2 separate regions of the Mus musculus genome follow, and region 2 is linked to region 1. The links are chromatin contacts, called in public HiCAR-type maps. All regions are on one chromosome and are shown on one strand. The core of a region is the stretch at or near the end of the contact, and the rest is flanking DNA. Distances in the headings are between cores, read along the strand shown. Region 1 has its middle 19 kb from the start of Tnfsf4. Region 2 has its middle 64 kb from the start of Gm31869.

What was found. HiCAR-type assays count read pairs that join an accessible place to other places.
Region 2: a HiCAR-type map of Th17 cells shows a contact between it and region 1, with 13 times the contacts expected there. The contact joins two enhancer-like sites. A contact is called at or near these places in 3 of 39 promoter capture datasets (3T3-L1-derived adipocytes, the HPC-7 cell line and frontonasal cranial neural crest), 3 of 484 Hi-C or Micro-C datasets (bone marrow-derived macrophages, embryonic stem cells and nephron progenitors), 2 of 115 datasets of contacts at active chromatin or transcription factors (Th17 cells and a beta-TC-6 cell line) and 1 of 9 other capture datasets (embryonic stem cells).

Annotation. Positions count from the first base shown.
Region 1 is chr1:161,373,945-161,379,550 of GRCm38.p6, reverse strand. No RefSeq gene overlaps it. Among named protein-coding and RNA genes, the nearest start is that of Tnfsf4, 19 kb to the left of the region's middle. Within about 2 kb of position 3,115, at least 17 of the 459 cell types and tissues checked have an H3K27ac peak or open chromatin away from gene starts, as enhancers often do. A contact at or near this core is called in Th17 cells, where this site is marked.
Region 2 is chr1:161,701,038-161,706,294 of GRCm38.p6, reverse strand. No RefSeq gene overlaps it. Among named protein-coding and RNA genes, the nearest start is that of Gm31869, 64 kb to the left of the region's middle. Within about 2 kb of position 1,609, at least 29 of the 459 cell types and tissues checked have an H3K27ac peak or open chromatin away from gene starts, as enhancers often do. A contact at or near this core is called in Th17 cells, where this site is marked.

The DNA of each region.
Region 1 (5,606 bases), core at 1,866-4,365:
AACACACACACACATACATACAAAACTGTCAACAAGTTTGAAGGTATTAGCATCCCAGCAGTTCATGCCCAAAGTTAAGATTATAACAACATTATTATTCTATAATCACTCTAAACAAAACCTAGATGTGTTTTCTCCATCCAGTCGGCCTTAGCCTTTGGTCCTCTTCTCCTTTCTCATTGTTATGACTGAAGATCAATATGAGAGTCTGAGTACCTGTGATGAGCGTTCTCTCCGGGTAGGTACTGATTGAAACCTGAAATAAAGTCTGACTAAGCAAAGGAGCCATAAAAAGCAAACGACAAGATAGGAAAACTCCACCACATAGGTCTGCAATGACAAACAAGGAAAAGTCCCAACTGTAATCAGAAGTTAGTTGCATCAGTGAAAAAAGCCACATGCACTACAGCCATCACTCATCATGGCCTGTCATAAGAATCTTGAAACTGGAAATCCAAAAAGAAAAAGGAAAACTTTCCCTGAGCCCACACAAGTACAGCAACCTCCTTCATCATACCACAGTGCATTCTAACATTCAGAAGCCACATACACTAGTTCTTCTTCTCCATTGCTCTTTGGCAAGAGCAGTTAAGGACAGTGAGCCCTCAACACAGTTAATCATCAAAGCCAATGACTTTTAAAGTTCAGATTAGAGTATAATGATTAAAAAGGACATGGAAAGCAAAAGCCTGACCTGGCAGAGTTCAAAGCTAGCCTTATTTACATAGTGAGTTGAGGGCCAGCCTGAGCTGCATGAGACACTGTCATCAAAATGAAAGAACAGCAAACAGCTGACGTAGGAAAGTATCAGAAATAGTGGGGTAAAGGCAAGACTATGTAGATACACGCATGTGCTGAGCTGTCATGCTGTGTTTTGGAAATTTAAGACCTTTCCCACAGCAGATATCATGCTAGTCTCGGCAAGGTTCCATCAGATGATGTCTCTGGTCCCCTCAGTCTATGAGGGACACTAACACAATAGGACTGCCTTTGAATCTTGGCTGGCTGTAGCTTTTCAGCCATAATGGAAGAATCGTTGGAGGAACTGGGTAAAAAAAACTTAACCTTCTAAAAATGTCTCATGAGTGAATGTGGTAAAGAGTATGATGACTCCCCACACCCGCCCTCTGTTTTGTGTACAACGGAAAAGCTATGTGAAAAAGCTATGTGCAGACACTTGCAAACCAAGAGTTTCCCAGGAGCACTTTGGTCTTGTTCCTCTTTCCTCGAGATCCAGAAGAAAATTACTTTCTGAGAGAGAGAGAGAGAGAGAGAGAGAGAGAGAGAGAGAGAGAGAACAAGTTCACTTTCTCCCTAACCTCTCAGAGTTGCAAGAGGTGACAGTAACATGACACCTATGAGTACCTGATATATGGCTTTTAATAAGCAGACTTGTCATACATCCAGAGTTTCAGTCTCACTGGAGCAGGGTTTCCTTTTTAATGGGAATAAACCTTTAAAAAGAAAAAAGAAAAGAAAAACAAAAATAAACACACACACACACAAAAAAAAAAACAACAATGGAAAGGTACTCATCAGTTAAGAGTGTTGTCTGTGTCACCAGAGGATCTTAGTCCTTGCACCCACACGGCTGCTCTCACAATTGTCCATAACTACAGCTTCCAGAATGTGATTCACTCTTCTGGCCTCTTCGGGCACTGCATCCATGTCATACACACGTGTGCTGGCTAGTCTACTATCAAGTTGACACATGTAGAGTTACTGGAGAGGAGGAAATTTCAATTGAGAAAATTCCTCCATAAGATCAGGCTGTAGGCAAACCTGTAGTATATTTTCTTAATTGGTGATTAATGTGCAAGGGCCCAGACCATTAAGGGTGGTGCTATTCCTGTTCTGATGGTCCTGGGTCCTATAAGAAAGCAGGCTGAACAAGCCACGAAGAGCAAGCCAGTAAGCAACATCCCTCCATGGTCTCTGCATCAGCTCCTGCCTGTAGCTTCCAACCCTGCTTGAGTTCTTACCTTGGATTTCATCAGTTGACTGTGATTTAAGATATGTAAGTCAAATAAACTCTCTATATTGGTCATGATGTTTTAACACATCAGTAGAAACACTAAGGCAACACACATGCAGGCAAACACCCATACACTCAAAATAATAAAATAAAAATTTTTAAAAAATCTCAGTGAGAACTTGGTTACAATTCATCCCGTTTCTATTGCTTACTATCAATCTAGAAAAATACATTGAGCATTTGTGTGGAAGAAAAATCTAAAGAAAATGATAAAAGTTATTTTATGAGAGGGGAGTATGTAAAGGTGAATTCAGAAATTCATTTGGAAAGACGGTAATGGAGAGGGTTGGCTAAGAGAAACCAACCGTAGCATAATTCAAGTGTGAGGCTCAGGATCATGTCTCATTGTGGTTTCCTCTTTTATATATATACTTTTTCTTCTCTTTGCAAAAATCTCCTAAAGATGTAAACAACCAGGGAAACCCCATGTATTGGCAGGAAACAGAAAAGGAGAGGGGAACTCTACTGTAAGTGCATCTTGCCTCAGCAAGGGTCCAGGGAAAAGATGCGCCGCCTCCTGGGGGATGGGGAGGAAATTGTGGGAGCCAGCACAAAAAAGCAGACCAGCTGATCCCATAACGCCTCAGCAGAGGAAGAGGACATGAAAGAGGGGCTTGCCTGAGGGGGATGCCCATCAACTTAGCAGAGACTGCAAGGATATGACCTAGCCCAAACCCCAGGGTGATTTCCTCTGAACTGAAAATCAGGAAGGACATGATAGAGACGAAAATTAAATTCAGAAGCCTCTAAAGCTAAAGACATCATCATGTTTTAGGACTTTATCTTATTGTTTTCTTTATTGGGTGTGGGCACCATGGGAGGGTGTGGACCTGTGAGTACTGTTGAAGGGCAGAGATGTCCATTCACCTGGAGCTGAAGCTACAGGCAGTCATGAATCAACTAATATGGGTACTGGAAATCAAATGCAGTTCCTCTGGGAGAGCAGAAGGCTGAACTACTGATTCATCTCTACAATCCCCCACTGCATCTTTTTAAAACTCTTGCTACCACCCTGGTCCCAACACTCATCCACTCATGGGTAGATCTTAGTGGTGAGAGCTATTCTTATTGAGTTCCTTGAAACCCCCACTGAATACTTTGCATATAGAAGCTCACTGAGTCATCAGGAGCATCAAAACAATGAGGACACAGGTTCACAAAAGCTAGATGACATCTTTAGAGTCACACGGAGACTTGTGTGGCCAAAAGTCAAACTCTGGTTCTCCCTAGCTACAAAGCTTCTGTTGTCCCACACAGGTGGCAATGGAGAGTCCTGAGACTGAGTGCATGGTGTGCTTACTGTATGGTACAGCAGCAGGTAGAGACAGAGTCTGACCAGAAGACAGCTTCCCCACCCAAACCTTGGCTCTAGCCAGGCCTGTCTCCACCACCAACTAAGCTCCCTGTCCACCAGATTCTTTGGCACCTTTTTGCAATTAAGTGACTCATTCCTCCCACCATCCCCTGCTCCTCTCTTCCTGTCTATATCTTAGCCCTCCTGTCTGCCACTGGGCTTTAATAGAACCACTCTGTTTTCTCTCTGTTCTCACCGTGACGTTTCTTTGCATAGGAACAGTGAGCAACTTTCTGAACAGTGGTTTTGGGTTTTTTTTGTTTTTTGGGTTTTTTTTTTTTCTATCTTTCTTATCCATAGCAACTGGGAAGTGAAGGACCTGTGGTGAAAGGTTAGCTAAATGCCAGTGGTTATATTGATATAGAGGTCTCCTCCCTCCAGCTTCACACTGAAAGAGGAATCTGCAATAAGAAACAGAAGTCGCTGTTTCAGGTGCAAACACATGTCCTTTTCTTACTCTTTTTGACATCTAAATGCCACTTTTTTTTCATAAGTTAGTAGTGGAGTGAGAACTTCATTGAAAATAGAAAAAAAAAATTATAAATCACTCCCTGAATCTCCGTAGAAAGCTTCTACTTGGCAAAGAAAGTAATCCACCAAATTGTGGTTATCAGCTGTGCCCTCCCCTAAGTTAGTCTATGTTGTATGGAACTGGCCTTTAGGCTGTGCCTTGCCCCCAATGACGTCATTTTACAAAGCGGACCTCATACTTTCAGAAGGGTAAGTCCACAGTCAGCTGGTCCAGGTGCATTTAGGACTGCAGCAAAGCAGAAGCATCATGACAGAAGCTATGACAGAGAAGGGCTTGTCCCCTCCTGTCACCAAGCAGCCAGAAAAGAAGGGTCCAGGGACAAATACCTTTTGTTGTTGTTTCCTCCTTTGCCCAGGGCTTAGCTGTCAGTCCCACTCCTGACTTGCCCATCCCTCCCAGCTTAGCTCAGTCAATGGGCAGCTACTGCCTTTCCAGGGAGCTCTGATTGCCCCAGCCCCTCCCTGCTAGCTTCGCCAAGCTGCCAGTATTGCCTTGGGGCTTCTCTCTATCTCTGCCCATCTTTGCTCCATGGAAGAAAAACACCAACAGCTCTATTATCTTAGAACTTGCCAGATAACACAGTTGTTGGGCACAGAATCTTCTGCCCTAACCTTATCAGCTAGTCTATATCAGCCATCCTCTGGTGGCAGAGGCCACAGGCTCTAACTACCCCAAGACTTTACATGGTTGTTGCATGCTTCTCATTCCAAAGCCTGGATGAGAAACCTTTTCTCCTTCCGCGAGTCTTTTCTTCCTCCTGGGACCCAGAAGTCCCACCATTACCCTTCATCCAGCAATTGGCTTCCACCTTCTTTATTGACCAAATCCAAAACCAATTAGGGAATCAGCACCTCCCCCTACACACTGTCATGGACACATCCTTAGCAGGTTAGGTGTACGGCATACATTTTGACTCACAGTGTTTCCTGTTTGTGATGGGCTTACTGGATGGAATGCAGTTTTGTCTTAGGTAGAGGAGCAACTATGAGAAATTATATCTAAAATCAATTCCATTTCTAATAAAACTATAACATATTTTAAAGCAACGCATCATGTGCTTGGCTTTTGTGATGCACCAGGACCCATAACTTTTTCATGCTCACCTTGGCAAATAAAAAGTCCATTTGACAAAACATAACTTAGTGACTACAGTTTTTAAATTAGATTTTATTTTACTTATTCTGTGTCCGTGGGGAAGGGTGCATGTGAACCCCTGCACCATATGGAAGCCAGATGACAACTAGTGAGTCAATGCTCTCCTTCTGTTGAGTGGGTCCCAGAGAATAAATTCAGGTCAGCAGGCTAGGCAGCAGGTGTCTACCTACTGAGCCATCTAGCTGCTAGCTCCAAGAGTCTAGTGCGGCAGCAAGGGCATGGGGGTGTGTTGGGATGTCTACAACCTTGATAGCCAGCAGAGGAATGAGCTGCAGGAGGCAAGAGGGCAATCAGCACAGGTCCTAAATACATTTGATATGGCCTGCACTGTGCTAGATGTACACAGAAAAATTGCTCTTCTGTCATTACTGAAATATTTAGTAGAAAAATGACTTTTTATTAGTGGGGGAAAATAACAAGGGAATTTACTAAGACTAAGTCATTCATTTAATAATTTAATACCTGCTTCATACCAAGTATCACTCTTGTTTCATATTTATTTGTTTATTTATTTGGAAGATATATACATG
Region 2 (5,257 bases), core at 360-2,859, 330 kb before region 1:
CACATGAGGAAGGGAGTGACAGCAAAGGGGATTAACTGGAAGTAGGCAGACCCACTGGATTGGCCATGGCAGTTTAGGATTAAGAGTAGGCAGAAAGGGAAATAACTGCGTGAGAGACACAGAGAAAGGAAAGTCTCTGTGTGAAGAATGAAGTGGCTGGGTGGAATGTAAATTTGGGGATGTTCTAAGGGACATGTGCCTAGGTGGTGACCGAGGTGAGCGGAGGTCCTGTGGCACAGACACAGACTCAGGAGGGTCCAAAAGCGGGAGGCACAGAGCCATGGCAGTGAGGTGGACTGAAGAGAATCAACAAGAGGCAAGTGGGGATTCCCAAAAGCGTGAGGCATGGTGACGGCACAGTCAAGGAGACAGATGGCCCCATCTGCCCTTGGAGAGATGGCTATGTGTGGAGGTTCTGGATTCTTCTAAGACTCTTTCTCAGCCTGGATGGTTTCATTTCAGGGTAATGCCAATTGCTGAGGGTACAGAACTCAAACCTCCGTATGACTGCATTGCACTGGCTCTGCAGTCAAAGTCACTGAGAGTCAATCTTGTAATAGAACAGTTACTTGAGGTCCTTGTTATAAAGGGTCTTGATTCCTTGCATCATAAACAGAGCAATTATAAAACAAAAAACAAACACAAAACCAAAAACAAACAAAAAACCCAGATCACCAGCTAGCCTCAAATCCCTCTAGCTGTGTTCTCCTTGAGGATTTTTATAAACCTAGATGGAGGTAAGGACTATACTCAGCTTGTTTCTAGGTGTCCCATGGAGTGAATGGAGACAAGAAACTGAAAACAGAGAATGGGAGTTTCTGGGGCATCATGTGTTGAGCTAAATGATTGAGCAGGGAGCCAATGAGCACAAGAAAGGAGGGAAAGGACAGAAATGTACATCACTTCTGAGTCACTAAACTGAGAACCCAAAATGAGAGGATTAGCAGGTCATGTGTATGGAAAATAAAGACTGGTCAGACTCAGACTAGGTCAAAAATGAACACTAGTTGTTAGGGACAAAATAAGTGAGAGTCTGGTAATACAGCTTCTAGCTGCTTGGGAGCCACAGTTTTGCTTTCTTCTGTGCAGAAGCCTTGCGATTCACAAAGGCAAAATGAGAGCAACAAAGAACAGAAGAAAACACCCAAACCACGCAATATGTGCTGTTTTGAATAATTAAGACTAGGCAACCTTCAAATGGTGAGATGACCCTGAGTAACCTTAGTCTACGAAACTCTGTTTTTTCTTCTATAAACATGAAACAGCCAGGTCAAATGATCTCTGGCATGTAACAGTTCTGAGTCTAGAAAGCCTTTGTTCTTTTCTAATTCAAGTCCTAGCTATTCTCTCCTAATTCTCAAACTTCTTTTTAGAGCCCCAGATTCTACTAAATAGCTCTTCTATTTAAGTCAGGCTAGCCCTATGTGTTTTGCTTCCTCTCTAACACTCTGAATTGAAGTCTCTGCAGCTCTTTGGGGGAGGAATTGTGCATGTATCTTTCTGGAAATCACAAGTGACCTAGTTTCTCTAGAATGAAACGTGACCACATTGTTTATAGTTTGTTTGTTTGTTACCAGGCAATGGAGGGGAAGACTCCTAGGATGCTGTCAGATGTCCTTTGTACCTTTAGTATAGCTGCAGAGGGAAGAGTGTAAACACTGATCTGGAGAGCAGAGGAGGCTATAAGGAAATAAACAGTAAAGACAGAGAAGCAAGATGGCAGCGGTGGAAAGGGGACGGAGGAGGCCTTGGTGGTGCAGAGGAGAATCAGAGAGCCTGCTCTCTGCCTATGAAGAGTAGAAGGCAATAGTAGCATCCAGCTGGATTGTGTCCAGGCCCAGCAACAGCAGACCACACAGCACTTGACTCCTTCCAAATGGTGAGCTTCACAAATGTATGTTTCTATAATCTGGATATTGTAAACCCAACAGATAGATGCCATAAGCATTGCCTGGCAGAAGCTGCCTTAATGTAAGATCTACTAGCCCTTGGGGGGGGGGTGTCTCACTCACCTGATGGTAATGTGCTCTTATCTGCAAGCTAAGCTGAGATTTAGACAAGGTTTTGAAGGGTACATTTTTTTTTCCCCTTAAGGGTTGACTTGGACTCTGTAAACTGTTTTCTTCTTGTTTCTTCATTCATTGCCACACATTTAATTTCTGTCACAAGATGCCTCTTTTCTGGAAGCCCTGTGTGGATAGAGGACAAATCCAGATTGAAACTTCAGTATTACTGATGCCATGATGTCCCTCAGTGGCCATCTTATAATGGTTAATCCTTACTTCTCTGCAGTAGACACACACACACACACACACACACACACACACACACACACTATGCATGAGGGAGAGAGGGGGTGGAGAGAGGGAGAGAGAGACAGAGATAGAGAGACAGAGACAGACAGAGAGAGACAGAGAGACAGAGACAGAGACAGAGACAGACTTCATAATATAGAAGGATCTTACAGATTTGTTATACTATTTCCCCTGATTCCTTCATTTCCTTTTTGTAAGATGAAAAAATAGTGACTCTGGGAAATCAGAAGGATGCATTTGACCTTAACTGACCACTCCTGAGGAACATGCGCACCTGCCAGCTTTCAACATGTAACAAAACCCTTCAGTGTTATGTGTGTCGGTATGCTAACTGAAGCATGGTCTTCTCAGAGGCCCCCTCCCGTTGGGATGTCTTTAGGCTGTGATTGCTTTGTAGAAGGGACTGAGGACTGACTATAATCTTCGAGGCGAGAAATCAGATAAGATGAGACGCCATTGTAGCCTTTAAAAGACAGAAATAATCCAATGAGGAGAACATAAACTTTACTTCAGGTTGGAGTTATCAATATTTTGTGGTGTTTCTATCTCTTTATTACTACCCCTAATAAATCATTAAGATTCAATGATGTTGCCTATCGTTAACAATGGCCAGGAAAAAGTTTTTCATCTGTAAATAATTCTTAAAAATGGAATATTTGGGGGGAATGATTCTTAGTGCTGGCCTCTTTGACGGTCACTGCTGAGGTCATGTGTACCCATCAGAATGAAAATGATGGATTCCAGATGAATTCAATTCTGTCTCAGGCTCATAAGATTGTCCAGGGTTTATGTTGAGTAAGAACTTTTTCATTTAAGAATTAGTACAGGTACCTCCATGATTGATGTATAGATACTAGGTGCTATCACTAAAATTTCAAAAGTGGTTGCTTCCATTTTACTCAAAATTGGGACTATAATTCTTATTGTTGTGAAGATGATACAAAAATATCCTAGCCAGCAGGCTGCAACTCAATTAAGCAGTTATAAAACCCGAAGTGCAGTTCCATGCCCACTTCTCTTGTGCTGTTTAAGCAGAAGTTAGGAGTGTTTCATGGTAAAGTACTTTAAGTATATATGAAACCCAAGGTTATTAATGACTTCTTAATGTCTGATTACTTTCTTCGCTACCATTTTCTAATTAATTATGGGAGAGAAATGCTGTCTGTCTACCTTAGTGGTTTTCAACTTTCCTAATGTTGTAGCCCTTTAATACAATGTTGCTACTTTATAACTGTAGTTTTGCCACTGGTACGAATTGTAATGTAAATATCTGATATGGAACCCTAAAGAGGTTATGACCCACAAGTTGAGAACTACTGGTCTACCTGATAGACCTCTTCTTTTCTTTTGATGCTTCCTGTGAAAGCTGACATTTATTTTGTATCTTGGGGACACTAATGCTGTAGTCTTCCTGCATGTCTCAGTGACACTGGCCTTATTCTTCATCAAAGCAAGGATGAGCTATCAGAAAAGTATTTATGAGGAGCCAAGAGGACAAGTCTTCAGTTATGTTCCTCATAGGTTCCCAGAGGGTCTAGGGAGAGTATGGTTCAGTTGAACACACTTAGTTACATATGTGTTGATCCATTCTTCCTTGACTTTTCTTATCTGTTTTCCAAATTTTCTCATAGGACTGAGAAAGCTTCCCAAATATATTGCCTTCACCTAAGAACTTGATTTGGTGTCTGACTTTGAGTAATTTTAAAAAGTTTATGATCTTTGTATTTTCTCTTTTAATTTTAAATTCTTTGAAATTATAGCAGTATATGGACTGAGTAGGTTGTATCTATGTGTTTAGAAATGCACATATATATAATTTGTGTGTAGAAACAACTAAAGAAAAAAGTCATCAAAAGATCCTAGAGAGATGGAAATCAACGTAGCCATATGATAATACCACTTGAAAACAAAATCAGTGCATTTCTTTCTTTCTTTCTTTCTTTCTTTCTTTCTTTCTTTCTTTCTTTCTTTCTTTCTTTCTCTTTCTCTCTCTCTTCCTTCCTTCCTCTCTCTCTCTCTCTTTCTTTCTTTCTTTCTTTCTTTCTTTCTTTCTTTCTTTCTTTCTTTCTTTCTTTCTTTCTTTCTTCCTTCCTTCCTTCCTTCCTCCCTCCCTCCCTCCCTCCCTTCTTCCTCCACCACAGCAAGGAAACCACGCCCCCCCCCCGCCTCTAAATTTCACAAAAAATGCCTGTGGAATAATCCAGTAGCATGTCTGAGATTGTGACCCAATCTTGTGTTTCACTGGTGTGTTTCTAGACCACACATCAAAGCCATTTCTACATCTAGACGAGCACGTGGTTTCCTATCCCAAGGTTGCTCTGTGGCGAGAGAGAGAGAGAGAGAGAGAATAGCTGGTTTCTCCTGAGGAAAGTACCCACTGAGGAGTGGATTGGTCGGGGATGATGGATGGAGAAAGAAAGCATAGGAAAACTTGGAGGCCACCTTGTTCATCTGGAGTCCCTCCTACTGGCCCCTGGCTCTCTCAAGTATGCCTCTTGTTGAGTGATTGGCTTTTTTTCTAGATGAACTGATGAGTTTCTGAGAAAGGACAGTGAATCATGGTTGTATAAAAAAGGAACCTTTGGTCGCCCTGTGTGGAATGGATGTTGTCTGTTCAGTGTATCATATTAATCGACCCGGGAGAATGGTTGCTAAGAGACCTGTATTGACTGACAGATGAGGAAAGATCTTTACAGTATGCTTCCATGAGACGGCAGGGGAATTTTCAAGGGTCATGGGGGAGATAGGCTGTGATGACTAGGTTGGGGAGATTTGTTGGTTATCAGTTTCCAAGTGGTGCATCATGGGAAATGACACAGGGACAGTTTGATGCCAGAACATTATATTCCTTAGTCAATGTAGTGCAAGGACTATTTTTTAAAAAGAACCTGGTAATTTTTCCATATCTCTTTATGCTCAGAAGGGATCTTAGGTTATATTCT